Linked DNA regions of Callithrix jacchus: region 2 is linked to region 1. Evidence: chromatin contacts called from public Hi-C data. All regions are on one chromosome and are shown on one strand. Each heading gives the region's core, a stretch centred on a gene start, on an enhancer-like site or on the middle of the called end of the contact. The rest is flanking DNA. Distances are from core to core; before and after follow the strand shown. Region 1 has its middle 42 kb from the start of RFX8. Region 2 overlaps MAP4K4 (mitogen-activated protein kinase kinase kinase kinase 4).

Region 1 (6,571 bases), core at 3,290-5,789:
AGATATGGGGTTTCACTGTGTTGGCCAGGCTGGTCTAGAACTCTGACCTTAGGTGGTCCACCCGCCTTGCCTTCCCAAAGTGCTGGGATTACAGGCGTAAGTTACCATGCTCAGCTGGAAGACCAGTTTTTAGGTACATAGTTTTCCTTAATATAAAAAAAATGAATGTAATTAAAAAGCACAAATCCACTGCATCTTTCCTTTGTTGTAGTGGGTATTCATTTTATATTTTAAGTTTTACTCTCATGATTATATATACAAAGTTCAATAAAAGGGAAACTTTTACTGCATTAGTCTGTCATAATTATTAGTCATTGCATTTCTGATATGGTTTGGCTCTGTGTCCCCACCCAAATCTCGTCTTGAATTGTACTCCCATAATTCCCATGTGTTATGGGAGGGGCCAGGTAGGAGATAATTGAATCATGGGGGCGGTTTCCCTCACTCTGTTCTTGTGGTAGTGAATAAGTCTCATGAGATCTGATGGTTTGATAAGGGAAATCTATTTCACTTGGCTCTCATTCTCTCTCTTGCCACCGCCATGGGAGATGTGTCTTTCACCTTCTGCCATGACTGTGAGGCCTCCCTAGCCACATGCAACTGTAAGGCCAATAAACCTTTTTCTTTTGTGAATTGCCTAGTCTTAGGTATATCTTTATCAGCAGCATAAAAACAGACGAGTACAATGATTATTATTAAAAACATGTTGTAATGGGGTAAGTGCGATGAAAAGGAATCCGCTTTGAATGTCAAGTGCATTGGGCATCCACTGCAGATGCTCAGATAAGCCTCAAAGATGTCAGCAGGGGCAAATGCTTCCTGGCGCCTGCTACCTTCAGGGGACTGTGGTGAGGGCCTTGCAGATACTGTCTCATCTAGTTCTCACAAAAACAACATTTTAGAGATGAGAAAAAAGCCCAGAGAGCCATTCACTTGTAAGTGGAGAAGCTGTGACTTGAACCCATGCTAAGACCGTTCACCACCTCACTCACTGGTATCTCTCAGAAAGGCCTTGGTTTGTTGAAAATGATGCGTTTTGATCCTGCCCAGAGCAGGCAATGGTGAGATTCCTGGATGCAACGTCTCTGCTGAAGAGAACATTATCAGCTCCTGAGCTTGGCCTGAGAGAAGCATGCTGAGTCTCCCCACTGGCTCCCCAGGAATGCCTTCCTCCTGCCCCATCAGTACTCCTACAAAGGCAAGACTTGCTTGGGAGGTTTTTGAATGTGCCTGCCTGCATGTTAGTATCAGAGTTCTTTCACAGCCAGGACTGTGTGTGTTTAAACGTGTAACCCAGCAACTCCCAGGGTCCTTGGTATGTAATACGGGCTTGAGAAATGTTTGTGGAACTTACCTGACTGGCTGAGTAAAAATTACTGGCTTAAGAGAGTTTTTGGGAATTCTCTGGGAATTTTGCTTAATAACATGACTCTCATCTCCCATGAATGATGATCTATTCCTTCCTCTGGCAGGAAGTAGCGGTTGGTTTCCTCAGCCAGAGAGATTTTTTTCCCCTGCAACCCGTGGGTGGATTAAAATGGAAGGAGTGAGCCAAGCTGAGCCAGGAAGGACAGCCAAGGTCAGCAGGGCTGGTAGGTCTCCGCACACTGTCAGTAAGAGGGGAGGCTGCAGTCACTAAAGCCATCCACAACTATTCTAATTCTTTTCTCCTTCTAGTTCGTGGTAAGATTTTAATTCTGTGCACCCACTGAAATTAGGCCTGTCCACATAACTTGCTTTGGCCTCGAAGTGTGAGCTTTGGGGGCTTGTGTGCAATTTGTTGCATTGCCTCCTTCTCATGTCACAGTGATCAGGGACTTGGGTGTGGAGAAACCTTTATCAACCTAGGTCCTTAAATGTTTGTAGAAATCCCTGCCAACCCGTATTAGACATGTAGGACCAGCAAGCAACAAACTTGAAGCCATCCTCATATGACTGACAAGAATTCTGGATAGAAATATAATTAAGCATTAAGCAGGATGCACTATTTTTTTTTTTTTTTTCTGAGATAGGTTTGCTCCATTGCCCAGGCTGGAGTACAGTGGTATAATCATGACTCACTGCAGCCTCAACCTCCTGGGCTCATATGATCCTTCTACCTCAGCCTCCTGTGTAACTGGGACCACCGACAAATGCCACCGTACTTGGCTAATTTCTTTTCAATTATTTTTTGTAGAGAGACGGTCTTGCTGTGTTGCCTAATAGCTGGCCTCAAACTCCTGGGCTCAAGTGATCCACCCTCCTAGGCTTCCCAACATGCCGGCATTACAGGCGTGAGCCCCTGTGCCCAGCATCAGGCTGCCCTTTGACCCACTTCCTTATAAGGGAAAGTCACGCAGCACTGGATAGCAACCACTGGCATCCCCATTGTTCCTATAGATAGGATCTCTGGTGTTAGAGACTTTTGTTTAAGAACTCCTGAAGACATTTTCCAGATCCCAAATTTCAGTGGAACAACTGACACTAACCAGTTTGAAGACCCCCACAGAGAAACAAATCATCACGAGAATCCAGCTTCTTCCTCTCCTGCCCCATGACTTTACCTTGCACTTTTCTACCAATCCGCACTTCAGCCCACTCTGAAACCCTTCAAAACACTAACTCATCAGGGACACAGATTTGAGGGTTTCTCCCATCTCCTCATTCATCGGCCCTATAATTAAACCTATTTCTCTGCTGTGACCCAATCTCTTGGCATATTGACTTGCTGCACATGTCAGGCAATAGACCTATGACAGTTACAAACTTAATGTATGAGGTCATTAAGATTTGGAAGATGCTTGTTACTGCAGCAGCATCTAGCCTCTCCTGACTAGCTCAGAGGACCTGAGGCAGACATGAAGAGGCTGAGGAGGACATCAAGAAACTGAAGAGTTAAGGAAAAGAGCAACAGGATCAGGGTTCAGTGTGGACCCTGGAGCTGGGGCAGTTGCCTGAGACTGGGCTGTCCACACTCTGTGCAACAGGCTGGCTCCCTCTGAGGCTCCGAGAGGAGGTAAGTACGGGCCATGGAGTGGTGCCATCCATGTGCAAGAATGATTTTGTAGCATGTGCTGACTGTGGGTCACAACTGACTGGGGAAGAGGTAGAGGAAAAGGGTTGGGGAGAATGTGTGTCACACACCGAACAGTGTGATCCCAGAATGTTCTAACACTCCTCAAGAACAAATGAGTCGGGCATCAACAAAGGCCAACCTCAGACTTCCTGTGTGAGGAGCAGTACTGAGGTGGCAGTGAGTTATCTGTTTATCCCTTGTGCCCCGTGGCTAATGTACTTACTCTGTAGCCACTCCTGCAATAGATTTCCTCTAGGACGTTGGTTGTTCATTACTCATACATTCATTCTGCAGACACTTGAGATCCTAGGCACTGAGCCTACCACAGTGAGTAGACAGCTTCCATGGGCTTTATGGTCTGCATATAGTCAAACAATTAGTAGCAATTTTCAATATAGATTGTTAAGTACTCTGACGGAGTTTGGTATAAGTTGTCTGGGAGAAGGGCATAGAAACTAGTCCAGGAGGTCTACAGAGAACAAGGCTGTGAGTAACTGAATCAGGAGTTAAGTACATGCTTCTGCATAGCAAAAGCCCCAACAATTACAGGTAAATAAATGCCACCCTTCCAATCTACATGCAATAAAAAAAGTTCTGAAAGTCAAAGGCCTTGCAATAGAACATTTGTGAGGTGAAGCCTCATGATTCATCATCTTGGGTTCACCCAGTGGTCAAACCAAAGAAGAAAGCAAAAAAAAAAAAAAAAAAAAAAAAAAAAACTGAAGGAATTCAGGTGTCTGGAATGAATTAACTCTTTTTTTCCTCTTTCTTTTCTTTCTTTCTTCTTCTTCTTTTTTTTTTTAATAATGAAGACTGCCAGAAACTCAAGGGACCTGAAGATATTAGACAATTAGAATGTCACAATGATAACGTCTCTGTGCCTATCTATAGTTAACTCTTCCCACTCCAGGGTCCCAGCACATCATTCTTCTCCCATCCCCTCCACCGACCAAATCTCATCATTAAAACTCAGTTTAAAATCCACCTCCTGGAATTAATTATACCAAGCCGACTCTAAACAGTGGTCACCTGTTGGGAATGGAAGTGCTTAGGGGAAGGAGGGAACTATTCATGTTTTACTTTTATCAATTTTTATAAGCATGTGTCATTTTGTGTAAATAAAGCCAAATTTAAGCTTATGAGGAAAAAGAAAATTCCACCTCCTCCACGGACCCTTCTCTGCTTCTCTATCATAGAGTGGCCCCATGCTCATCTCATTGCCGTCTAAAATTCATTGGTTTTTCACAACTGAGTCCTTTCCTCTACTTTGGACTCAGACCCAGCTAAAGCCACCTGTAGAATGCACACAGCCTGACCCATATACAGGGGACTACATGCATGGTTGGCGAAGGAATAAAAGCCTGTAATGTTGGCACCTCAGCTTACGGAAGTTGGGGGATGTTTTCTGCGCTAGAAAGTCGGGTCTTTCACTGAGCCCCCAAGTTTAAGCAGTTTCATAAGTAGATGTTAACAACTGTGTTAACACACACCCACACACCCACGCCAGGAAGAGGCTGGCCGGATCATCTCCCCAGGAAATGCAGAATGATTGTACTCGGGAACTGCTGGGAGCAGGGGATCCTGCAACTCTTCCTCCTGTGAGGAACAGGACCCTAAGTTGGCGTCCTGTGTCTGGAGAGCCTGCCGGATCTGTGCGCACCTGGGAAAACAGCTCCCCTCTCTCCTTCCCCTCCCTCAGCACTGGGCATTTTTCCCACGTGGATCCACTAGATGGCCTGCAATGAACACCGTGACTTTGAGGAGGCCCGTGTTGGAAAAGGAAATACCTCCTTGCTTATCTATCCGTTTGTTTGCTTTGTCATTCACCATTTGTCCTCATAAATCCTTTCAAGTTTAACTCATATTAAAAACCAATAACTTACCCATTCAAGAACAGGAAAAGGGCTGTGTCAGAGTTGAATCTGTGAGCCTTCAGGCAGAGATTTTGGATTTAATTTCCGATTATTTTGCCAAATTAATTTCTGAGTGTTGTCAGCATTTTGTTAATTACAATGTAAACAACTCTGAGTAGAAAGAAATGAATAACTAAATAATTCTAAGAGCCCAATAAGTATATTTTAAATATACTTATTCAAATAAAGGGAAATGACACTACTTAGTACTGGTAGGTATGAGATAGAACAGGCTCATTTGCACATCACTGGTGCCCTACGTATCATAGTGGCTTTGGCAAAGCAATGTGGCCTTTGCTCTAAGAGCAGTGAGATAGCCAGGCCCAGTGGCTTATGCCTGTAATCCCAACACTTTGGGAGGGTGAGGCAGGCGGATCACTTGAGTTAAGGAGTTAGAGACCAGCCTGGCCAACATGGTGAAACCCTGTCTCTACCAAAAAAAGAAAAAGCTCAGTGTGGTAGTGTGCACCTGTAATCGGGAGACTGAGATGGGCGGATCACTTGATCTGGGAGGTGAAAGTTGCTGTGAGCTGAGATCATGCTACTGCACTCCAGCCTGGGAGCCAGAGCCAGACCCTGTCTCAAAAAAAAAAAAAAAAAACCATGAGATAACTCATACTCTAACCAGGAAACTTTGAGGAGATGTCTAAAAGTTAGAGAAAGGAATCAATAGTAAAATGTCCAGATTGCTGCTGTTTGCAGTAATAAAAACTTGGAAATAATTTGCAGAACCAACAATAGGGGAATGACTTAGTCAATTGCAGTATATCAGTATAATAGGTGAACTTAAAAAGGTTAGAAAGTGTGAGCTCTGCCTGTACCTGTGCATGTAAAGCCTTTTTTTTTTTTTAAAAATACGGAGTCTAACTCTGTCGTCAGGCTGGAGTGCGGTGGTGTAATCTCTGCTCACTGCAACTTCTGCCTCCTGGGTTCAAGCAATTCTTCTGCCTCAGCTTCCCAAGTAGCTGGGATTACAGGTATGCACCATCACACCCAGCTAATTTTTGTATTTTTAGTAGAGATGGAGTTTTACCTTGTTGGCCAGGATGGTCTTGATCTACTGACCTCAGCATCTGCCAACTTCATCCTCCCAAAGGCCATATTTTTTTAAAGGTTCAGGCTTATTCTTTATTTAAAGCACAGGCCTGGGTTGATAGCTCATGCCTGTAATCCCAGCATTTTGGGATGCTGAGGTAGGCAGATCACTTGAGCCTCAGGAGTTCGAGACCAGACTGGGCAACATGGAGAAATCCCCATCTCTACGAAAAAAAAAAAAAAAAAAAAAAACCAGCACAGTTCGAAGTCATTAAATCATTAAATCCAGTACAAAAGAAATGGCTCCCATTTCCTGGATTGGCATCAGACATCCTACCAGCTGCAATTACATCATTTTTATCTATCCTTTGCTTTTCCTTTTTGTGGGGGTAGGGGTGGGGACTTATAAATGGGTCAAAGAGACTTCAACCTCAAAACCAAGGAGAAATCCCTGATTGCAGAGAAACATAGGAAATGACTCTTCCTCTGTGAAAGGCAGTCAGGAACTCTGCTCCACTGATGAGGGCCACTGATGGTGTGGGAGAGCGATCAGGAAAAGAATCTTCCT
Region 2 (6,982 bases), core at 4,209-6,708, 310 kb after region 1:
AAGACTGGATTGCCTACATCTCCAGAGAAATCCTGAGGGTAAGAAAAGTGGGTGGCTACAGTGCTCTAACTCATTGTCTTTTGCTTCCATTTTATTTTTCCCAGCCACAAGTACTTCTTTGCATTAGTTACACCTGTATAGGTTATTCTCTTTGACAGTCAAGGGTTCTGCATATCTAGCTAGCTTTGGTAATTTAAGCTACATCATGATTTGACTCTGGTGGCAAGTATGTAAATAAGGTGGACTTAAGAAAAATAGTGTTTTTGTATTTACCTGAATTTACTTTCCAGGGCATCACAACATACCTACTGGCAGCTTTCCTTTGAGTTAAAAGCAAATTAGAGTGGAGGGGAAGGGAAATAATCTCCAACTATTATTTTTAAAGGAATCCTGTATATATGCTTATAAATCAATACTAATGGTGCTGAATGCTGGTTTTCAAAATCATCTTGAAGACTTTAGCGTTAGCTACTAGAATCTATTACAATATTTATGAAGTAAAGTTTGGATGCTTCATGTTATTTACAGCCATTTGGAAAGCTGGCTAACGAACTTAGAGTAAGTTTCTGAACTGCTGTTTTAGCAGCTTTTAAATAGTTCTTTTGAGTAGTAAAGCCATGTTGACAGCATAGGCAGAGGGTCTTTAGCATTTCATATTTGAGCGTTGCATGTAGTTATATTACCAGTGAATCTGTTCCTTCATTTGGCTATCACAGTTTTTCTCTCTACTCCATCCCTGAATTACACACGGACATGACTTGGTTGCATTTCATTTATCTAACACATTTTTAAAATGAAGATTATGAAGTTAAATTGAAACCCAATTCTTATGCTTCCCCCACTAATAAAAAAGTCTCATAAGTAACTAATTTTATTTTTTTAATAAGTAAAGTTATCCCACTTTTTATATTTGAGATTCATAGAGGATTGCAGGTTTAAAAATTGATGCCTAGACTTCCTAGAGAAACGTTATTTTTTAAAAAGTTTATTTGGATATTTATGTAGTCTTGGAAAATATGCAATTCCCCTAGTAAGACTAGTTGTAGGGGGTGGGGTAAGGTGATAGGAGAACCAGCTTTTTATAAACACTTGCAAATGTCATTAAAATATCAGGGTCTTTTATGACTATTATAGAAAGCAGAGCCTAAATGTGGAAACTAAGCTTCCTGCCTTATACGACTGTAAAGGAAGTCAGATACTGTGCCAGATGTATTTATTAATAACTAAAACTCTTCAGCATGGTAGGCAGGATAGAACACTGGTTGAGTGGTTGGAAACTACCATAAGTCAGACCTGTGTTAGAGTCTTGCCTCTGCTACTTACCTATAGCACACTCTGTGTTATTCAACCTTCAGGACTTATTTTCTCCTCATCTATACATTTTAGATACCAACCCTTTGAAATTACTTTTGTTAGGAGAATTAAATGAGTTAGTATATATTAATTGTTTAATGTAGCATGTGGATACATAACTACCTATCAGCAAATGTTAACTGATGTCATTATTCTTTTGTTTTAAACACCCACTCCCCCGCCATACACATGCCCACCCACGTACCCCCACCTCTACCTTTCTTGTATATAATTCTATTATGGGATCTCTCAAACAGAGAACTAGCTTTTAGCATAACTTTGTAGACATCAAATGTATTTCAGACTTCAAAGACATCAAAGCCAACTTAATGTGTTTCTGTACCTGGGCAAGCATTGTTTACCTATCACGTATAATATGTGCATTTAGCCATTTTACCATCATTGATCTCCAGTAACATTTAAAAGAAGCCCAACTTGTTTAACGCCTCTAAGCCAACTTGAGTGTGGTACACGAATGGACATATTTTTGAGACATAGCAAATCTTTTTCGCCTCACTGGGAATCTGAAACTGAGTTTCCTTCGCCTACATTTCATCTAGAATGGGAGTTTTTCCTTGTGACAAAGGTTTAAATTAAAACAAACGAATGCCTCAGGGACAGTTCATGTGTCATACAGTAGTGTGTGTTCATTATAGGGGTTACTAAGAGTTGGCTTTGGTAAAGAGAACACAAGATGATAAGCTGGAGGTGAGGTCACATGAGAAAGGAATGCAGCCACCCCCAGACAGATAACATGTTCTCAAGATGGTTGGGATTAGACAATTTCTGTGGTGGCAAAATCTTTCCTCATTTCTCACTAGATGTTGGATTTAGACCTTATGATTATTATGATCAGACCCTTTGAATGGTGAGGGTCCTAAGCAGGTAGGCCTCAGCCGTTAGGGAAGTGCTTTTTGGGGCCAGAACACTGTAACCCTCTGAACCACAAGGCTTCACAGCAAGACCAGCGTGTTCTTTTCAGCCCACTTCCATGTTCATGTTCCACATGGCACTTTCTCATTTTGGCTGAAATCAATACTTCATATTGAGTATGGGAACTTACAGCTTTCTATAACCAATACTGTATGACAGCCTTTGACTGCTCTTTTATTCTGTGACAATGACTGATAAAGAATTAAGGGGAAAATGTTTCCTAGTTTAGAAACACTGATGGATTTGTTTGAGGAGAGATAGGTTCCTCGCTGAATATTTGGACTTGGCATTTCTGCTAAGGAAGGATAATTGTGGCCTCATTTCTGGTATGGAACTAGTTGAACACACATACGCTCCCAGGTACTTCATGGAAGAAAAATGTACTTACTGTTCAGAATAATCATAAGTCAAGTTAACATTGTTGCAGAGCTGTTAGACCCACCTAATTCCCTGTAGAAGCAGTGATCCTATAGCAGTATAGACAGGAAAGCAGGCATTGTTCCATACATTTGCTAGTAAAGAACAAGAGTGCATGAGAGCCATATTTGTTTGAGAAGATGTGGGTGCTTATGTTTGTTGTTAAGATAATCTTGTAAAAATTTAAGAAGGAAGTTTTGCAGGTTAGCGAACAAAAATGAAGTGAAGTAACAGAAAAAGTAATTACAAAAAATTAGGGAAGCTAGCTTTTGTGTCTCTCCTTTTGCTGTTTGAAGTTATACCATGCTGAGAGGAGGGACTTTGTTCCTAACTATAGCAGTAAGGTACCATATATTTTTAGTGCATTTTTCTCTAGTCAGTGCTTTGTGGTATAATACCGCACATCCTGTGTTGTGAAAAATAAACAGAGCTGTCAAATAAGCTCTACTCTGTTTCATAGACAGACCAGTAAATGAATGTTTAGAAACCCCCTGTTAGAAAAATTAGTATTCTAGAGGAGCTGTTGTATTTAATTCATATCTTACAAAGTAATGATAATAATAAACCCCATAAAAAAAAGAAGCAAACAGGAAAAACCAAATAACCCTTACTTGTAATCTGCCCTTTTTGGATTGAGACATTTTAGAGTAAATAGGTTGCTTGTATCTTAAGGAGGCAAGCTGTATCTTTGGCTTCTCTAGCTGAGGACAGAATAAGTAATGAGTTGTGAGAATGATGCATTGCTGTCTCATGGACCATATTTGGATGCAACATGTGTTTTTGTTCTTCCACTACCTCTCATAAGAGACAAGTTTTTGGGCCTCATTCCAGATACAAGGTCATCAAAAGTGTTATATGCCCAGTAGGTTTGTTTCATTGGGAAAGAAAGATACTTTATTTGAACACAAGGCTCTTCTGACAGCATATTCCTTTTATGCTTGGGGTGAAGGTGGGATTGATCAGCACTTAGCAGTTTGTCACTGTGCAGTGGGAAAGCTAGCCATTGTTAAAAGAGCCAGATTTTAAAGCCCTCTCTTGCCCTTTGCTTTTCCCCTGTGATGTGTTTAGTTCAAATATGCCCATGGGGTCACCATCTAGACATTTAGCATGGGAAAGGAACCACCCTGTACACAAATAGCACAAATTATAGCAGAGAAACTGCAGATGGTAATCTGCAGTGTATCTTAAAGGCACAGCTACAAGTGGTCATGTTGCTCACACAGGGAACTTAACCTGCTGGGAGTGTGGAGGGTGAGGAGGACTTCTTTCTGTGTGTGTGGTAGTATTGGTGCTATCTTCCTGGGAATAGCTAAGAGTGAAGTTAATGTTAGCTCACAAAAACCTTTGATCCGCTTGTGTACTTTCTTATAAAAGGTGTGTTCCTGGCTGTTTATTTATAGTAACAGAAAACTAAAGTTTGGGCCTGTCTTTTCTATTCAGGGACTGGCACATCTTCACATTCATCACGTGATTCACCGGGATATCAAGGGCCAGAATGTGTTACTGACCGAGAATGCAGAGGTGAAACTTGGTATGTAATGGATGTGCGGCGTGATCTCATACTTGCACCTGGCACAAGCCAGTTGCACTCCCAACTCTGCTTCCATCTAGCTAAAAGTTCAGTCTGTTACCCATGTTTTCTATTTCTGTTCTTAAGAATGTGGGAACCGAGCATATTGCTTACCCTGGCTCCAGCCTTCCCACTTCCATGTTTGTATGTTTGTTCACGCCTCCGCCCATCTCCCCCTTCTCTATACAGCAGCCAGACTGATCTTCAGATCAGACCATGCCACTTTCCTACTTGTAGACCCTTAATGGAGTCCTACTTTACTTTGGATAAAACCTGCATTTCTCACCCTGGCCCATAAAAAGCCATGTAAGATCTGACCCGTGCTACTTTCCCCTCCTCATTTTATGTCCCTCTTTATTTCTCTCTTTATCCATTGCTGTCTTATTTTCTTTTTTTTAAACTTCTTGAGACTTGACTTCAATTTTGAAGTCAGTTTTTTTTCTCATGTTCAGGGGCCTTTCCAACCTCCGATCTGTCTTGGACCCTGGTACTTGTTTGTTTTGTAGTATTATTCACAATTTATAGTTATGTGATTGTTTGTTTACTTCTGTTACTGTCTGCTTTGTCAGAATGTGAGTTCTGGGAATGCAGCAACTAGTATATTACCCAGCACCTAGCATATAATGACTTTATTGTAGTAGGTGCTTGATAAATTTCTGCTTGGATAGATAATTACAGCCCATGATGCTTTCCTAGAGTTATTTACAAGGATTCTTTTATATTTCTTGTTTCCCTTAGCTGGGTCTGAACTCATTCGAATCACTTTCATCTAAGTGTTGTATCAAATTTTTAAACAGTTTGTATTAATTTTTCTTCCACTAACACATAACAACAAAATTCTTTATGTTTATATGGGTCTACTCTACCTTTCTTTTAGAAATCATAGGCACAGCTGTTGTACTGTAAAAGTAAGACCTTCATAGTTAATTTCTTACATAGTCTGTGTTTGTTGGTCTTCTGTAGAGGAGTAGTCTGCCCAATTGGAAACTCCCCTCAAGGCTAAGATAGGAAGCACTTGAGCAGTTCTCCTACCAAACCCTGCACTGGTCTCCAGGTACCAGCCTGTGATAGTCCCTGAGGATCACTTAGTGATTGGTTACCATTGCCTTCCAAGTTTCTGTGATTGCTTAGGCTTCTTGCACTGACTGGCTGGCCCGTGTGTCTCTGGTTCCTGCACTGACTGGCCTGTGTGTTTCTCTGTCTCTGGAGGAGCACTCAGTGAGTGAGTCCACACCCTGGACAAGCCATTTTCTGAGCGTGTTCTGTGCATAGAAGTTGAATCTATGATTCCTGTAACTCATCTCAGCATGGGCTCCTCCACCTTTGCAGGTTCCTGCTGGGGTGGTAATGGCCGGGTGTGTAGTGATAGTGTCAGCAGTGACTGATGGCAGGCATTCTGTTAGAGGTCATGGTCTTCCTGCCAACTCTGCCTCCCATCTTTGAACTTTCCTCTAGACCACCACCACCACCACCACCACCACCACCACCACCCAATTGGGTGGGATGCAGAAGTCACTGAAAAATCAGCAGAAGTCCCAAGTGCTTTGGGGGGTGTTTTTGAACATGTGGTTTAGCTTGATTTTCTTTATTTGATTCAGTACTGTGTTCTTTTCAAGAAAACATTTGTGGTTTTCTATTTATGGTTATTAAATATAAGAAAGTGTATTTCTTATATACCTATAAGAAGTATACTGCTTAATAAGGTAAGTCAAGTGCATCTCAATCAGTTTTCCTGAACCTGGGGCTCTCTGTGACTTGATCTTGTTTGTGGCAGTTCTCTGAAAGCACTCAAGGTTGTGGTTCATTTACAAGGCCCTCTGCTGGTCACTGTTGGAGAAGCTGGGAAGGCAGCCAGATCCAGGCCTCCCAGGAGCTTCTGGACTACTTGGTAGAGGATCTCACAGTTTTGGTTGCTTTACTGTGGAAGGGCACTCCTGACCAGTGTTGCCTGCCTTGAAGAGGACTGCATATTGATGAAGCACTGCTGTTTCAGTTTACTATGAAGACGTTTATCCTCCTTGAGTTTTTCCCCAAGTATGTCTGGTTTGTAATTGTGTTTCACTTTATCTTCCTTTCTCTTCCTCCCACAGTCGACTTTGGTGTGAGTGCTCAGCTGGACAGGACGGTGGGGCGGAGAAATACATTCATAGGCACTCCCTACTGGATGGCTCCGGAGGTGATCGCCTGTGACGAGAACCCAGATGCCACCTATGATTACAGAGTAAGAGGCACTTGCTCCATAGGCCTTTGCAGGGCCACTGGCATGCCTGAGGGATGGGGGCTTTACTTACAAATTACACACCCCTTGTCTGCCTGCTTTTTCAGGGAGGAAGATTGTCAGTGAGGAAAATTTCAGGTGCAAATTTTCTAGGACAGTATTCAGATGCCATCTTTTTTGTCCATTTGCATCACGTGACTGTGTTCTCACTAAGGAATACACTGGTTTCAAAGTAGTCTGGAGCACTCTGTCGTGGCTAGAACGTTTTGCTTTTATTTGCTTATCCTTTTTAACTTGAAGTATATATTAGAATCAAATATTCTTTTTAAAATATTGCCAATTATAGTAATAGTTTCATTTGAGTGAAATTATATATATATATATATTTTTAAACAGCTTTACAGCTTTGATTTGGTACACAAATTTATTTAAATTATTAGAGTGACCTCTAGGGACTTGAATCAATAATGCACTTTAAAAAAAATTGAGAT

Evidence for each region. A called contact is a pair of places that touch in the nucleus more often than the background predicts.
Region 2: a Hi-C map of skeletal muscle shows a contact between it and region 1, with 12 times the contacts expected there. The contact joins two enhancer-like sites. A contact is called at or near these places in 2 of 3 Hi-C or Micro-C datasets (both in skeletal muscle).

The regions. Positions count from the first base shown.
Region 1 is chr14:11,463,187-11,469,757 of calJac240_pri, forward strand. No RefSeq gene overlaps it. Among named protein-coding and RNA genes, the nearest start is that of RFX8, 42 kb to the left of the region's middle. Within about 2 kb of position 4,540, at least 2 of the 16 cell types and tissues checked have an H3K27ac peak or open chromatin away from gene starts, as enhancers often do. A contact at or near this core is called in skeletal muscle, where this site is marked.
Region 2 is chr14:11,768,078-11,775,059 of calJac240_pri, forward strand. MAP4K4 (mitogen-activated protein kinase kinase kinase kinase 4) reads left to right here. Exons shown (of 30, transcript XM_078348850.1): 5 at 1-38; 6 at 4,144-4,234; 7 at 6,364-6,494. Among named protein-coding and RNA genes, the nearest start is that of MAP4K4, 130 kb to the left of the region's middle. Within about 2 kb of position 5,459, at least 2 of the 16 cell types and tissues checked have an H3K27ac peak or open chromatin away from gene starts, as enhancers often do. A contact at or near this core is called in skeletal muscle, where this site is marked.